Regions from separate parts of the Mus musculus genome. Here all the other regions are linked to region 1. Evidence: chromatin contacts called from public HiChIP or PLAC-seq, Micro-C and promoter capture Hi-C data. All regions are on one chromosome and are shown on one strand. The core of a region is the stretch at or near the end of the contact, and the rest is flanking DNA. Distances in the headings are between cores, read along the strand shown.

What was found. Promoter capture Hi-C pulls out the DNA fragments that hold promoters and counts their contacts. A called contact is a pair of places that touch in the nucleus more often than the background predicts. HiChIP or PLAC-seq counts read pairs in DNA pulled down with a chosen protein or histone mark.
Region 2: a contact with region 1 is called in a Micro-C map of embryonic stem cells, with 8 times the contacts expected there. The contact joins the promoter of Apbb2 here to the promoter of N4bp2 in region 1. A contact is called at or near these places in 3 of 39 promoter capture datasets (the 3T3-L1 cell line, hippocampal neurons and stem cell-derived epiblast-like cells), 1 of 484 Hi-C or Micro-C datasets (embryonic stem cells) and 3 of 115 datasets of contacts at active chromatin or transcription factors (the NIH/3T3 cell line, astrocytes and extraembryonic endoderm stem cells).
Region 3: a contact with region 1 is called in a promoter capture Hi-C map of pre-B cells. The contact joins the promoter of Tlr6 here to the promoter of N4bp2 in region 1. A contact is called at or near these places in 4 of 39 promoter capture datasets (cranial neural crest, liver and pre-B cells).
Region 4: a contact with region 1 is called in a promoter capture Hi-C map of second pharyngeal arch cranial neural crest. The contact joins the promoter of Wdr19 here to the promoter of N4bp2 in region 1. A contact is called at or near these places in 5 of 39 promoter capture datasets (cranial neural crest, liver, maxillary cranial neural crest and 1 more) and 1 of 9 other capture datasets (adipose tissue).
Region 5: a FOXA1 HiChIP or PLAC-seq map of pancreatic cancer cells shows a contact between it and region 1. The contact joins the promoter of Uchl1os here to the promoter of N4bp2 in region 1. A contact is called at or near these places in 2 of 484 Hi-C or Micro-C datasets (both in embryonic stem cells) and 2 of 115 datasets of contacts at active chromatin or transcription factors (astrocytes and pancreatic cancer cells).

Annotation. Positions count from the first base shown.
Region 1 is chr5:65,762,192-65,764,891 of GRCm38.p6, forward strand. N4bp2 (NEDD4 binding protein 2) reads left to right here and starts at 1,330. Exons shown (of 20, transcript NM_001024917.1): 1 at 1,330-1,399.
Region 2 is chr5:66,617,511-66,620,210 of GRCm38.p6, forward strand. Apbb2 (amyloid beta (A4) precursor protein-binding, family B, member 2) reads right to left here and starts at 1,307. Exons shown (of 17, transcript NM_001201413.1): 1 at 1,058-1,307.
Region 3 is chr5:64,958,744-64,961,443 of GRCm38.p6, forward strand. It overlaps Tlr6 (toll-like receptor 6), which reads right to left and starts at 1,305. Exons shown (of 2, transcript NM_001359180.2): 1 at 1,280-1,305.
Region 4 is chr5:65,198,405-65,201,104 of GRCm38.p6, forward strand. It overlaps Wdr19 (WD repeat domain 19), which reads left to right and starts at 1,292. Exons shown (of 37, transcript NM_153391.2): 1 at 1,292-1,356. The coding sequence starts at 1,351.
Region 5 is chr5:66,675,182-66,677,881 of GRCm38.p6, forward strand. Uchl1os (ubiquitin carboxy-terminal hydrolase L1, opposite strand) reads right to left here and starts at 1,316. Exons shown (of 5, transcript NR_102714.1): 1 at 881-1,316. Uchl1 (ubiquitin carboxy-terminal hydrolase L1) reads left to right here and starts at 940. Exons shown (of 9, transcript NM_011670.2): 1 at 940-1,141; 2 at 1,255-1,266; 3 at 1,763-1,891. The coding sequence starts at 1,109.

The DNA.
Region 1 (2,700 bases), core at 80-2,579:
TCTGTGAGAATTTTATGGGTTTGATACTTTTCTTTTGACATAGTAAGCAAAAGTAATTCAGATTGGGTGGTGCTGTCCCTTGAAATATATTTTCTAATGTTTAAGAATTCCCCCCTTTTATTATTTGGACTTAAGATGTGATAAATCCTTAACAGATGTTCAAAAGAAATTCAAGAACTTAAATACAAGTTTTTATTATCACGTTGAACATATTTCAGATGAACAAAATTAATATAAATTTGCTAGGTTTGTTTGAAGTCTATAATTACTAAGTTTCTTTCATTTCAAAAGTGGCATATATTACAGTTATTAGGCTCCTAATAGCTGCTTAGAAACAGATTAATGTTAGGTTCTCAGCAGTAGCTACTTACGCTCGGGATTGTAGACTATTAAATTTCTTTTGTTTACCATATTTAGAATAAGCCTTAATAAAGATGTTTGTATAGTATATATTTTTAAACACTGAAACTCAAGAGATCTCTAAAAAGACAAAGAAAATAAAAAACACATCCATTCATATTCTTTTCTGTGTGGGAGATTTCATTAGAACATTTATTTGCTTAAGTACACTAGTTTCTTTGCTTAAATACACCAGTTTCTAGAAAAAACCCCACTAGACCATTTGCTCATTGAGTGTGAGAATGTTCAAGCCAGATCTAAAGGGATTTTTTTCACTTGTATTCTTTCCAAATCTACATTCAGTTTAAATAATTGCCATAACAATTGACAGATAATCTGTCTCTCTGATGTGGATGAATATCAAGAGGTTATTTTACTACGGGGGGGGGGGGCAGTGAAAAATACAAAGTAATTGCAAAGAGAGAGGAAAGTCCAGGAGAAAACAGACACAAAAACAAAAAGAACAAAACTAAAAACTCCGAAACGACCAGTAGCATCATTAATCAGAAGGCTAGAGAGAGACACACACTTTTGTACTCTGATCGTTTCATGTCAGGACAGAACAAATTAAGCAAGGAAGTCAGAGTCCAACAAGGAAAAACATGGAGCGGGCTTAGGGGACGGGCTAATCATCCAGGATCGTTAACAGGGAAAGGGAACACTGTTGCTTTTTCTTGGCACCTGAAAACTCCAGCTCCACACTGGCAAAGGCCGCAGCTCTTTTGGGCTCAGGCCAGCGGGTTCCGACCGCACGTTGGCGGCGCGGGCTGGATCCCGGCAGCCTCCGTCCCGGTTGCTGGGGCCGCGGGGCCCTTTGTTCCCGCGGGGCGCCGCCGCCCGTCCGCCCCGAGTGAGCGGGCCCCCGTGGGGGACAGCGCGGGGCCCATCGCCTCGCCCCGCCGACCTCGCAGCTGCAGTCCCGCCCGCCCCAGCTCCTAGTTCCTCCCTCGCTGCCCAGGGCCAGAACGACCTTGTTTTGCTTTTCGGGCTCGGGAGAGAGGTGAGGGTTAGACCCGGCCGCGGCTCACCGGGGCGCTTACACGGGCAGCAGTAGGGGGGGTCCCAGCGCCTGCCTTTCCCCGGAGCCCTCGGGGGACAGCGGCGGGCCGCAAGCTTCCGGGAGAGCCTCGGGGGGCCCCGCGGGTCCCGGGCTGCGCCTCCCGCCAGGCCCGGGACTCACTTCTCGTAACGGAGCCAGCGAGGCGCCAGCACCGGTGGGCTCGGGTCTCCGGGCCGGCGCCGTGGCGGGCGCGGGCCGACGCATCCTGGAGAGCCCGGGGTGGGTGGGTGGGGGGTGTGCGGAGCAGCAGAGGTCGCGGCCCCGGGGCGGGGGCGGAGATCCACCTGGCTACGTGGCAGCCATTGCGGCGGCCGCGAGACCCCTCCCCACGCGGCCGCCCACCCGCCCTCTCGCGGCGGGCTCCTGCGCGGCTGCTCTTCCCCGGTCGGACGGAGAGCGGCAGTGTGTCCTCGCTCCGCACGCTCGCTGCGTCTCCCCCACCCCCGCCCCGCGGACACAGCTGCTCGCCAGCCCCGCGCCGCGCCGCGCCGCGCCGGAGAGCGTAGTGGCTGGCGGCGGCGGGAAAGGGTTGCGGACCCGCGGCGCTTACTCGACGACACGGCCCGGGGGCTTCGACGCCCCGCTCCCGCAGCAGGTAAAGGCGGAGGTTGGCGAGGCGGGCGGCGGGACTCGGGGAGGAAAAGAGCGGGAGGGGATCCCGGGAGCGCGGAGTCCCAGAGGAGGAGGGCCCGAGGCGGGCGGCGAGCGAGAGACGCGGCAACCCCGGGCAGGCACGGGCCGGGCGGGCGGGCGGGCGGAAGGGGAGTGAGGCGTCGCGGGAGGCGGGCCCTGGCGCGGGGCCCGAGGCCGAGCGAAGGCGGGCGCCGCGGCAGCTTCCCCGGCAGCTCCTCCAGCGCCTGGCGGGCCTCCAGGCCCCGACACACCCCTCCCGCCCCCGGATTCTCCGGGTGCCTTCCCGCCCCGACTTGACCTCGCGCCCCTGCGAGCGCCCCGCCGTTTTCCCAGGCCGAGCCTTGTGGGAACTTGGGCCGCCTGCCCGGGCTGGTAGTGCCCGTAGAGCTGTTTATTTACTCACTTCCAAACCACACGCACGCACGCTCGCTCGCAAGCTCACTCCACACCGGCAGGCTGGCCTCCCTCCGGGCGGGTGCGCCCGCGACCCTCACCCCTTCCCATCCGTAACTTTCCCTCTCGCTCTCCGAAAACCGGGCTTCGAGAGACGGAGTCAGACCGCGGGGCAGTTTATCCCGCTCGCGCTTTTGGTTACAACACTTTCTTTA
Region 2 (2,700 bases), core at 57-2,556, 860 kb after region 1:
TTGTTGTTATCGTTTTATGACTTTCATTTAAGACACTGAGCACAAAGCAAAGTCAGGGACAAGACTTTTTAAAACTGCTCCCTCTAAGAGCCCTCTGGGCTTCAGACACTGACCTAATTCTCTCTTCATGTGAGCCCTCTCAAATCACTCAGTCCATCCCCAAGCGATCAGAACAGTCGTGGCTGTGCAGAATCTTGCTACAAAACGGTCCCAATTCTTCATCTGATTTCTCCAGCTTTTTTTTTTCTTTATGCCCCACACTCCCTTGGCCTTTGGGGCCTGACCTCCTGTTTTCAGACCTCTCCATCAATGGAGAGACTACCTATCATTGTTTCTACGGGACTCCCGCATCCTCCCTCCGCCCAGCTAGTTTTCGTCGCACAAATGTCATTTCTGGCGTCTGAGCCACCATTCCTCCCAGGGAGCAGCAGTGGGGCGTTCGGGACCCCGATGACCGGCTTCCCTGATCCGGCCCTCGGCACACAGCCATTTTCTAGTTAAAAACGCTCTCGGCGTTGCAGAGGGGACAGGAACTTTGCCCTCTCCTCCTTTCTGCAGAGCTGGGTTCTCTGCACCCCGGGAGACGCTGGCCAGGTCTCTGAGTCTCCCGCAAGAGCGCGCCGCCCGGCAGGCAGGCCGGCCCCAGGGCAAGGGGGCGTGCGCTACCGGTCGCCCGCGCCCACCCGCACTTTGCCCTCCGCAGTCTCCGCCCGGGCACAGCCCTGCGACCCGGTGTCCTCGCCCGGCCCTGCCGAACCCCAGCTCTGGGTGGGAGTGAGGGAGTAATGGGAGTGACGGAGCGAGCCCGCAGCCAGAGCGCCGGCCCTGCAGCGCGGGCGCGGGGCGAGCGGGACTCCGCAGCGGACGCCTGCTGCAGATGCGACGGCAGCTGCTGCAGCTGGGGCTGCGGCTGGGCGACCGGCGGTGACCGCCAGAAACCGAGCAGCAGCCGCGAGGGCACAAGCAGCCAAGCTCGCCGGCTGCCCGGCACCCCCGGCGCACTCCGGGCCATCCCTCGGATCCCCGGGCTGAAGGCATGGAAGGAAGCGGGGCTCACCAGCGCTGCGCGGCGTTCGATCGGCTCCGGACCCGGCTCCCAGGTCTCGCAGTCCGCTGAGCACCCGGATCAGCTGCGGGCTGCAGCACGCGAGCTTCCTACTTAGAGCAGCACTGGCTCCGGCGACTGAGCATGCCCAGTGCGGCTCCGCGAGGCCCGCGCAGGGAGCAGCGGCAGCGAGATTCCACTTCTCCAGGCTTTGGCGGCGGCTGCGCGAGGAAAGGCTTGGAGGGGCCTGGCGGAGCCGGGCGAACCCAGCAAGGCGGGGCCGGGGGCGGAGGCCGCGGCGGAAGGGGGCGGGCCGCGCTCCCAGGGCGACCCCTGCAGGTGGAGGCGGCCGAGCTGCGGCACAGCAGGGAGGCAAGGGGCGCCAGGGTGACACCCAGAGGCTGGGGGTTGCGGGGCAGCCCGGGTATCCCCTCCAGGTGGCCTAGCGTCTGTCTGCACCAAAAGGCAGTTTGGGAAACTCTTCTCTCACGCGTCTGCGTTCCTGTAGAATGGAAAAATACCCCAAGATGAGAGCTGTCCACAGCCTTCCAGGCTAACTGAATGTTAAAAGGTGAAACTTTCTCCTGCCTTCTGCCTCCTTCATCCCCCATGGCTAGACATATGCCACACAGGAACATTCCTGCCCTGGAAAATCACAGCGAGATAACGCCATGCAAGAAATATGCCTGCGAACAAGGAAAAGCATTATCTACTTGCTACCTGTTCGTTAGGCATTAAGTGGATTTACTGCAGGCACCTGGAAGTCCTTGATTTGTTTCTCCATCAAGCCAAGGGGTGTTAAACTGATGCCTAAGTCAGACTCATCTGGGAAGGTTGCTGAAGCAGCATGCTAGGCGCGTTTCCAGGGGTTGGATGAGTCGTTGTGCCGTGCTGCACAAGCGCCTGTAAGTATCAAATCCCAGGTACTGATGCGGTTGCCATCCGAGGACTAGTCATGGGGACTCTGCTATACACAGACCATGCTACCTACCATCTCCTCTAGAAAGGTAATTCTGAAAATAATTATAACTACTAAGTAATGGCTCTTTGACAACGCACTCCTCAATCAGATAATAAACTCAGACTCATCCTCCCTACAGTGAAGATGGGCATTATTCCTTTTTTTCTTCACACAGCATGAGTTTATTGAGGTTCCACAAGATCCCCTTACTAAGACCTGTAAGCAAATCGCAGCCCCTGCCTTCATGTTTACAGCCCAGCAGTAACTGACGTCCATTGAATAGTTTCTATGAAATGCCATTTCTGCCATCTCCATACACAAGGTGTTGACATGTAAAAGTGTTGGGTTATCAGGAATGGAGAGAACGCCGTGTGTTGGTGGTCTCTTGTAATCTATAGCCTCTTCTATAATCAATATTTCCCTCAGACTCCGCGGAAGGCCAATAGTACTGCTACAGAAAAATCTCCATAAATCTATGCAGGTTCACTCTTGGAACTGAACCTCTGCATCCCAAGACTGGCCCAACGAATCCTGCGAACCATGAAGAGTCAAAAACCAGGGTTCAAATGCCAACTTGGGAAAAGCAAACTGTAGAGGGCCTTGAGACACAGGCTACTGTGTCCTTCAAGCCCAGACAGAGGAGGAAATGAACCCAAGCCCACCCTGCGAATCCTTCATCGCGGCGATCTCAGCA
Region 3 (2,700 bases), core at 55-2,554, 800 kb before region 1:
GATTGGACGGGGGTGGGTTGGGGGGACACTCAGGTGGGTGGGTGGTTAAGAGTTAGGAAGGGGCGAAGAAAAACACAGTGTTCAAAATTCTCAAAGAACTAATCAATTAAAGCTCTCTTAAAATATACCCCGCCAAAAAGTTTTATATGCAAGCATGCTTGTATTATTTATGATATAAATACACACATAAAGAGGGCCCAACCTCTTCAACAAGGTGGCAGAGAATGGACATTCACGGATGAGGTCCCCTCCTACAAATCCCCCTCCCCCACCCCCCGAGGGCAGCTTACGTGTCTATGTTCAAGGGACTGTCATTCATTCAGCTGCCATGTCCCCCACATGGATATGCGCGTCCTGGAAGATGCTCAGAACCTCGAGATGTTCCTAGGGTGCACATTCTGGCAAACAGCCCCAGACTTTAATGAATTCGTAGGTAGCATGGGTGGGACAAAGGGGAAGGTTTATTTATTTATTTTAAAGGAAGTATGAGGAGACAATAAGAATTTGCTTAATACATCAAACAGAAAGTGAAAGAGAAAAGAATAGTCAACCACAAAACCAAAAGTGGTGGCGGATGGAGGGAGCGCCGTAAAAACTAAAGCTATGAGAAAAGGGGGGTGGGGGGGAGGGTTGTAATCAAGTCAACACAAGCACAAGAGAAACCTGGCTCTGTCAAACTTTGGGTTTGAAGGCCAAGTGCCAGCTTCCGGCTGGATTCAAAGTTACAAAGAGTTTGGGAATCTTGATCTCAGTCACTTCCACCAAATGTTTCTTCAGATTCTTCTGTGGACAAAGGGCACGGCAAAAACTAGCGCAGCGGAAACGAATTCACATAGGAGGGACAGAATTAAATCCTTCCTCCAAAACGCTCATAAATTAGTGAGAGGTACAGACTAATAAAAGATTATAGTACCACGTGATGAGGAAACAGAACACTGTTTTTATACACACAGCCCAGTGTGCTGTCACGACCACAAAAGACTACAAAACTTCGTGAAAGGAGAAAACAGCCCAAACCAACGGGACAGGAAAAGTCACAGAAGTCGACTCACTTCCTTGGCTACCGCTGAAATGCCAGCTGTTGTCTGTCTACCCGAAAGTCACAGAAAATTCTTAGGTAGTCCAAACGACAGCCACGCTTTAAAACACCGCCACAAAATCGTTTTGTAAAAATTTCAAAGAAAGGTTACCTATTTCCAGCACTGACGGTACCATTTTCTTTCTCGATTGAAATATCAACGCAGTAATTTGAAAAATCCAGAAAAGCCTTCTTACTTACCAAGACTTCCTTCTCCGAATTTCTCTGAAAAAATAAGTTGCTTGACCAACCCTAGTCCTAAGCCTGGGAACCACGGTACTTAGGAGTGGTTTGGCGTCATCTCTTGGTACTCGTTGGAATTACCCCGTGTATAAAACCCTTCCAAAGCAGAGGGGCTCTGAGCTGCCGTCTATAAATCTTTGCTTCAATCTTTAGATTCATATAAACAAGCAGATTATGAACATTTTGGTGTTACTACGAGTATTTATTTAAGGTATGTTTTGTCTGCTTTTTGGTTTTTATTTTTGTTTAGTTTTGTTGTTTGTTGTTTGTTTTGTTTTATTTCAGACTGAATTTTAAATTGCCACCAGGATAGAAGTTAGGAGATTCAGTTCTGTGCTGTGACAATCCTTCATATTTCCCCTACAAAATCACCACTGTCATTCGAGCAAGGTTTCAGCACCTTGGGACTGACAGAGATACTTTAAAAACAAAATAAGCTTAAAGCTCATGGCGTGCTTTTTGGAAAGCCGGTTTTCAAGAGAAGTTTCAGTGTCAATACACATTTAGCCAGCCTCGACAGTTTGTCAACATTCACTACTACTGGGAGCTTCAGTTCTTAATTCGGGAAGAGCAAGCGATGCTGGTCTTCTTCCACAGCAGCTTAGAACTTGGTTTTCTAAAGACTGTTTAGAATTTGAGAAACACGTTTAGTCAAGGCTGAAAGGCAAAGAGGATGAAGGGCAGACACTTTGAGCAGGTGTCCCTGTATCCCGGCTTCTCACTCGATTAACTAGATGATCGTCTCCTAATTGATCTCTCTGGCTACCATCATCTCGTCTTTGAACAAAAAAACAAAAACAAAAAACTACCAAGACTGTACGTTGGCCAATGATAAGCTGGAAATCACTTCTGCTTTCGGGAGGAAACGAAGAAGAACATCTTACTGCTCATAGTCACTCAGCAAACATAAGAGGAAGTCTTCTCCGAACTGGGGAGGCTCAGCAAGGAGTGATGGGGCAAAGCTGGCAACTAGTGTGTGGAGGGAGCGAATGAGTGGAGATATCCAGACCCGACTGGAGACCTAGGCAGAGGGGAGAGGAGCCAATGAGATGCAAGGGATGGCAGGCAACACTGGGCCTGCTTCTTAAGAAACCACATGATTCAGAGGTATACACACAAGCTTGAGCAAGCACGCACGCACGCATACAGGCACACACATACGTGCGCCTAGCATTGAAGAGCGGTCACATGACTCACATCTCGGTTGTATTGCACAGTAATGATGACCTTTGGGGATGCAAGTGCTACTCCTGTTGAAGCTGTCACAACTCTAAGGGGAAGGGTAGAGCCAACCTAATTCATGCAACTCACATGGAAGGGACCACATGACAGGAAAATGAGCAGAAAAGAGAACACATTGGGCTGAGTGCCTCGCTTAG
Region 4 (2,700 bases), core at 42-2,541, 560 kb before region 1:
TGTGTATTAAGATTGTATCCTGGAGGCTTGGTATAATTAGCTCTACCTCTACCCCACATCCCTCCCTCTCTTCTACTGATTCTGTACACTCTCAGTCATGTCATCTGCAGTTTTCCCACCTCCTTCCTCAATCAGTATGCTTCTTTTTCTCTCCTTATTGCATTAACTAGGACTTCCACCAGAATTGAGAAAGAGTCACAAGAGGGGACATCCCTGCCTTGTTCCTAATGGGACTACTTTCAAGATTCTTAGCATTAAGTACATCAGCCTTAGGCTATTTGGAGATACTGTTTACAATTTCTATGGTACAGGGTTTTGTTGTCTTGCTTTTTCTTGTTGGGTTTTGTTTTTTGAGAATTTTGAGGGTTTGTTTTATGTTCAGTTTTGTCAAATGCTTTGTTATTATAGCTACTGATGCAACCATGTAGGTTTTTTGTTTTTTTTTTGTTTGTTTTTGATTAGCCTGTTACTATTGTGACAGAGCAAGACAATGCAGAAGTTTCTCCATCTTGTATTCTTGCTGAGGCCATTTTAGGTTTGACTACAATTTTATCTCATGGACGAGAGTCGCTGTGAAAAATTACCCAACTCTATTCTAGGAACCCGAGGTGATGATGCCCAGCTAGCCAACCTTAGCTACTGTGCAGAATCCCACTCCCTCCCTCCAGCCAACTTTTAATGCTTAGCTTCCGCTAAACTTCTTGTTTACCAGGCTCAAATACTACAGGCGAGTTCTTTTCTTTATTTTTTTCAACTATTCCTCCCCGATCACACTAGCTAAAATTGTCTTAATGGTCCTGAAAGAAAACGACTCCTCATACCTCACCTCCGTTAGGGCAAAATCAAAAATAAAAACCCTGCAAGAAAAAAAAATGAGGAATGATACATTAGTTTCTCCAAGCCTTTTTTACAAGTGGATCTTGTAGAAGCCGTCTGGCTCATGAGCCAATTCCTGCCTCCTACTTGCCAACCTCTGGGTCCAGCTTTTTTCCCCCCGGAATTCCTTTACAACCGCTCCTAGGCCAGTGGTTTCTGCTCACATAGCTCAAGACCCTTTCTGTCCATAGGGCCCGCCTGCCTCGCAGCCTCACCCAATCAGAGCTCAGGCAGGAAGTTGACCAGCCCTCGTAGCATTCAACTTCCCGGAGCTTAGCTCCACCTCCATCACGTGACTCTACCCACCCTGCCCATCTCTCTCAAAGGAGGGCTCCGGGGGCAGCTCCGCCCCACGCTCGCTGATTGGTCGCTGTTTGCACGGTCTCCTGGGTGACGAGAACGCGGTAGCGGGGCGGGGGTGTTCTGTTGCGCCTGCGCACTTACAAGAACGGGGGTGTCGCTGGAGCCTTTGAAATGAAGGTAAATAACTTACAAGTGCCAGCGGATTGAGAAGATGTGGCAGCCTCTGTATTTCCTAAACTCTCGGAGCGCGACTCTGAGGAGTTTGTGTCCCTGTCCCTCCGCGGAAGTGCTGAGGATAGAGGAATGAGCTCCGGGAGCGGGCGGGAGGGGATGATGGGCTTGTAAGGATGCAGGGAAAGGAAGCTCTGGAGAGCGGGCTGAGGGAGGCCTGTGCCCTCTGGAATCTGGTAGAAGCCTGATCTGAGTACGCCCGAACTACCGGTATCGCTACCGATTTCTTGTAGCTTAATCCTGGGCAAACCAAGCCACTGGCCCAGAGCCCTAGGGAGAATCAAAAGTCTCTAAAACAGTCATCAAGAATTACTTGGCCTGTGACCTGTCCGGTATGCAGAGCCCTGGTCGCTAGAACACATGATGGAGAAATCTGCACACCTGTGTGCGTCCTCCACTGCACGCAGGTTTTCTGATTGGGTTTGTTGTGAATTCCACAGGGGCAGCCGCTGCACTCCTGTGATTTACCTCAGAGGTACTTACCCCCGCACTGCTCTGACAAAGAAATGGAAACACCGAGTTTAAAATGGTTTCAGCTTTCCTAAAGCTTCACTGTAGCTCTTGTGTGTCCATTGGAATTGGCAGATAACTTTGCATGATTCACTTTCTGGTGTGTCGGAAAGGAGTAAATACTATTCTCTTTACAGTTAAGTTAACCGTGACCTGCAACAAGCAAACCTTTTTGCTGTTCTAGGAAAGCTGTAACTTTTATCTGAGTTGTACCTAGAACCGATATAACTCTGTGGAAGAAAACTAACCTGTAAGATTACAGCCCAAGACAGATCTGCCATGAAAGGAATAGAATCAGGTTTAAGGACGATGTATTCCCAAACTCGCAGAAGTAAGATGGTCTAGAATACGTTGAGTGAGTGTACGTGCTGGAAAAAACCTGTGTGTGCTTGGCATCATAGCGCACCTCTATCTTAAGTTGCGATTCCAGGACACAGGCTTTCGGGAGATGGGCATTTATTCAGATAGCATTGGAGGAGTTGTGTTGTCACTCAGATTCAAGTCTTCAGCTACAGTATCTAAGCTGCATCTACCTAGATAAGGGTGTGCTTGATTAATCTACAGTATTTAAAACTAATATTTTTCATCTAGGGTCATGTTCCTGAGTATTCTAGAATGTAGCAGTCTGATATAAGAATAATATAAGTCAATGAAATTTCAAATTTTTAACTTATAACAACAATAAAATTGTTTAAAAAAAACAAATAACATTGTGATAATACAGTTTGTTTTGCCGAGTATCTCCAAAATTTGTATCAGCATCTAACAGAAAAAATACCA
Region 5 (2,700 bases), core at 66-2,565, 910 kb after region 1:
CCTCGGGCTAGCAAAAAGCATGTCTGTTTTTCACCATTTGTTCTGAGCATATTTTTTAAAATACCCAACCTGCCTGCATCCTTAGCTACCTCATTCTGTGATTTAGCATCCCTGACAATTGATACAGATCTGGCCCCTCCTTCTACTCCGCCTTCAGCACAAGCGTTTGCCTTCCATCCTTTGAAATGTGCCTGTTAGAAAGAACACCCCCGCCCCCATCCCTGGAGAACCGCGGGCTCTCCTCCGTTGCTATTCCCTTTCTTCTGCGCCCAAAGTATTGTGGACCAAAATCTTATTATCCCAAACCCCTGTTCTTTGAAAAAAGGTTTCCCCTATTTTTTTTTTAAATGCTTTTTCCTTTAAGCCTCTAGTCTCAAATCATCTATCTTTTCTTTGGTCTGTTTCTAAAGTCCTCCGGCGCCCGTATTCTATGTGTCTCGCATGTACTGCTTCCCAGCGACCCACCGGTTCTTCCCCTGGAGTCACATTACATCAGCTTCACTAATGCACTCCGTATCAGATGTTTTATTCTAGGCAGTCCATTAAAAACCGAGCCTGGACACAGGTTGAATTTAACATGGAGGACAGATTGTCTAAGGTTAAGTACAAACTGTTCCGAGATGGGCGGGGGGGGGGAGGGAGGAAGACCGACAAATATTTATATTCATATTAAACACTACATATACCTGTTGATTTTGTGCTTTTTTTTCTCTCTCTCTCAATGTTTCAGAGACCCTCGAGCTTTGGAGTGATTGAGACGACAGAGGAGGGTTTCCAGAAATTTCGCTCCAAATTGAAAGCTCCCTCAAATAGGCTGCTTCATGCGCTCAAGGAACACCCACCAACAAAACCCATCTCCACAACCACCAGATTAGCTCACCGGCGAGTGAGACTGCAAGGTTTGGGGGCTTGGCTTGTACCATTCTGTGCGGTGCATGGGGGAGTTCGAGCCCTCTTGGCCTTCCTCCTCTGCTTGTTTCTGCTCCCGTCTCCCCTGCTCAGGCTTTCCCAGTGAGCGAGGCCGGCGCTTTATAACAGCAGCCTGGGCGGCTCCACCGGCTGTTTTTTCGGCTCCTCGGGTTTGTGTCTGCAGGTGCCATCCGCGAAGATGCAGCTGAAGCCGATGGAGATTAACCCCGAGGTAAGCATAGCTGCTGGGTCGCTTCGGGAGAAATAAGGCTGACCCTTAGCTACAGCTCGGTAGCTGAATCATTTAGTTTTATTATCATTTTCCTCTTTGCTTTTGGCTTTCAGATGCTGAACAAAGTGAGTGGCGCGGCGCGCAGTCTCTGTCCCTATCCTCCAAGAGCATCGTTGGAGACGCCCAGCCGGCCGCGCCCTGTGCAATGGAGGTGGCTGGGCTGGGGCGCCCAGCTGGGTGTCGTCTCTGCCCTGAGTTATCTAGGGGTTTGGGAGTGACTGAGAGATCGATCACGGGGAGGTGGCGGAGGATGGACCCGGACAGCAACGAGCGCGGGGAGCAGCTCTCGAGGGCGTGGCGACGGCCCGCGGACTCTAGTCCGAGGGCTTCGCGCGAGCCACGTGTGGGCTGAGCTTTGTGCTGTGTCACTGCGCGGCACGCAGGGTGGGACGGCGCGGAGGCTCCTCCCAGACTCGGGTGGGGACCCGTGTGTGTGTGTTTGGTGGGGGGTTGGGGAGTGGGAGGGCCGCACGAGGGATGCTCGTGCTGGCCCCGCCCCCTAGCAGGTGCCCATTATTTGTCTGGCTTTTTCGGTCTGGCTGCCCTGTCTTTTTCTTGCAGGTGTTGGCCAAGCTGGGGGTCGCCGGCCAGTGGCGCTTCGCCGACGTGCTAGGGCTGGAGGAGGAGACTCTGGGCTCAGTGCCATCCCCTGCCTGCGCCCTGCTGCTCCTGTTTCCCCTCACGGCCCAGGTAGGGAGAGGTCTGTGATGGGCGGGTCTCAGTGGATACGCAGTGTTGTGGAATGAGTTCCTACCTCACGCTGTCCCCTTTTCCTGTAGGGTCCCTGATAAGGATCCCACTTCTTAGGGTGGGAGGTGCTTGCATTTTCATCGGGGCTCTATTGTGATGTCCATTATTGCCTCAATTTGGAAGAGAAGGAGCCCATTGCGTCTAAGTCTTTTTTTCAGTTATCCAAAGAAAGATCTCCAACTTGTTTATTTTGTTTGTTTGTTTACTTATGAGCCTTGCTCCCACTTGCGGATGGCCGGTTTGTTTTTTTTTTTTTTTCCTTTTAAGGGCCGTGAGTGGGTCAGGTCCCTGGTTTGGTTCTGTTGCTCTCTCACCTGACTGTAAACTGATGAGGGCCTGGCTTGCTTAAGTCAAAAGAGCTGTCTCTTCATTTGCCACCTCCATCTGCCTCTCTGGTGGATTCTCCATTCCCCTCCCCCACCCCTCCCAGCAGGCACACTGTTGAACGTTCCTTTTAGAAAGCTGAATCACTGGTGCACAGAGCCGCGGTCTCCACCTCTCTGACCTTGTGGCTGGATGAAGTAGGGCTCCTGTGACACAGTCATAGAGACACTTCTTCATTTTCTGAAACAGTCTTCCATCTTCCACTGGGCAGGGATGCAAATGATTCAGGCTGAGCCATAGAGAAAGACAAAACTGGGGGTTATGCGTTGTCTCGCCGTGTGTGGAGCCCCAGTAAATCACTGCATCGTCTCCCTCCTGTGGGCTCTTAGCTTCCTAATGATTTAAGAGGGGATGACATTGGTAAA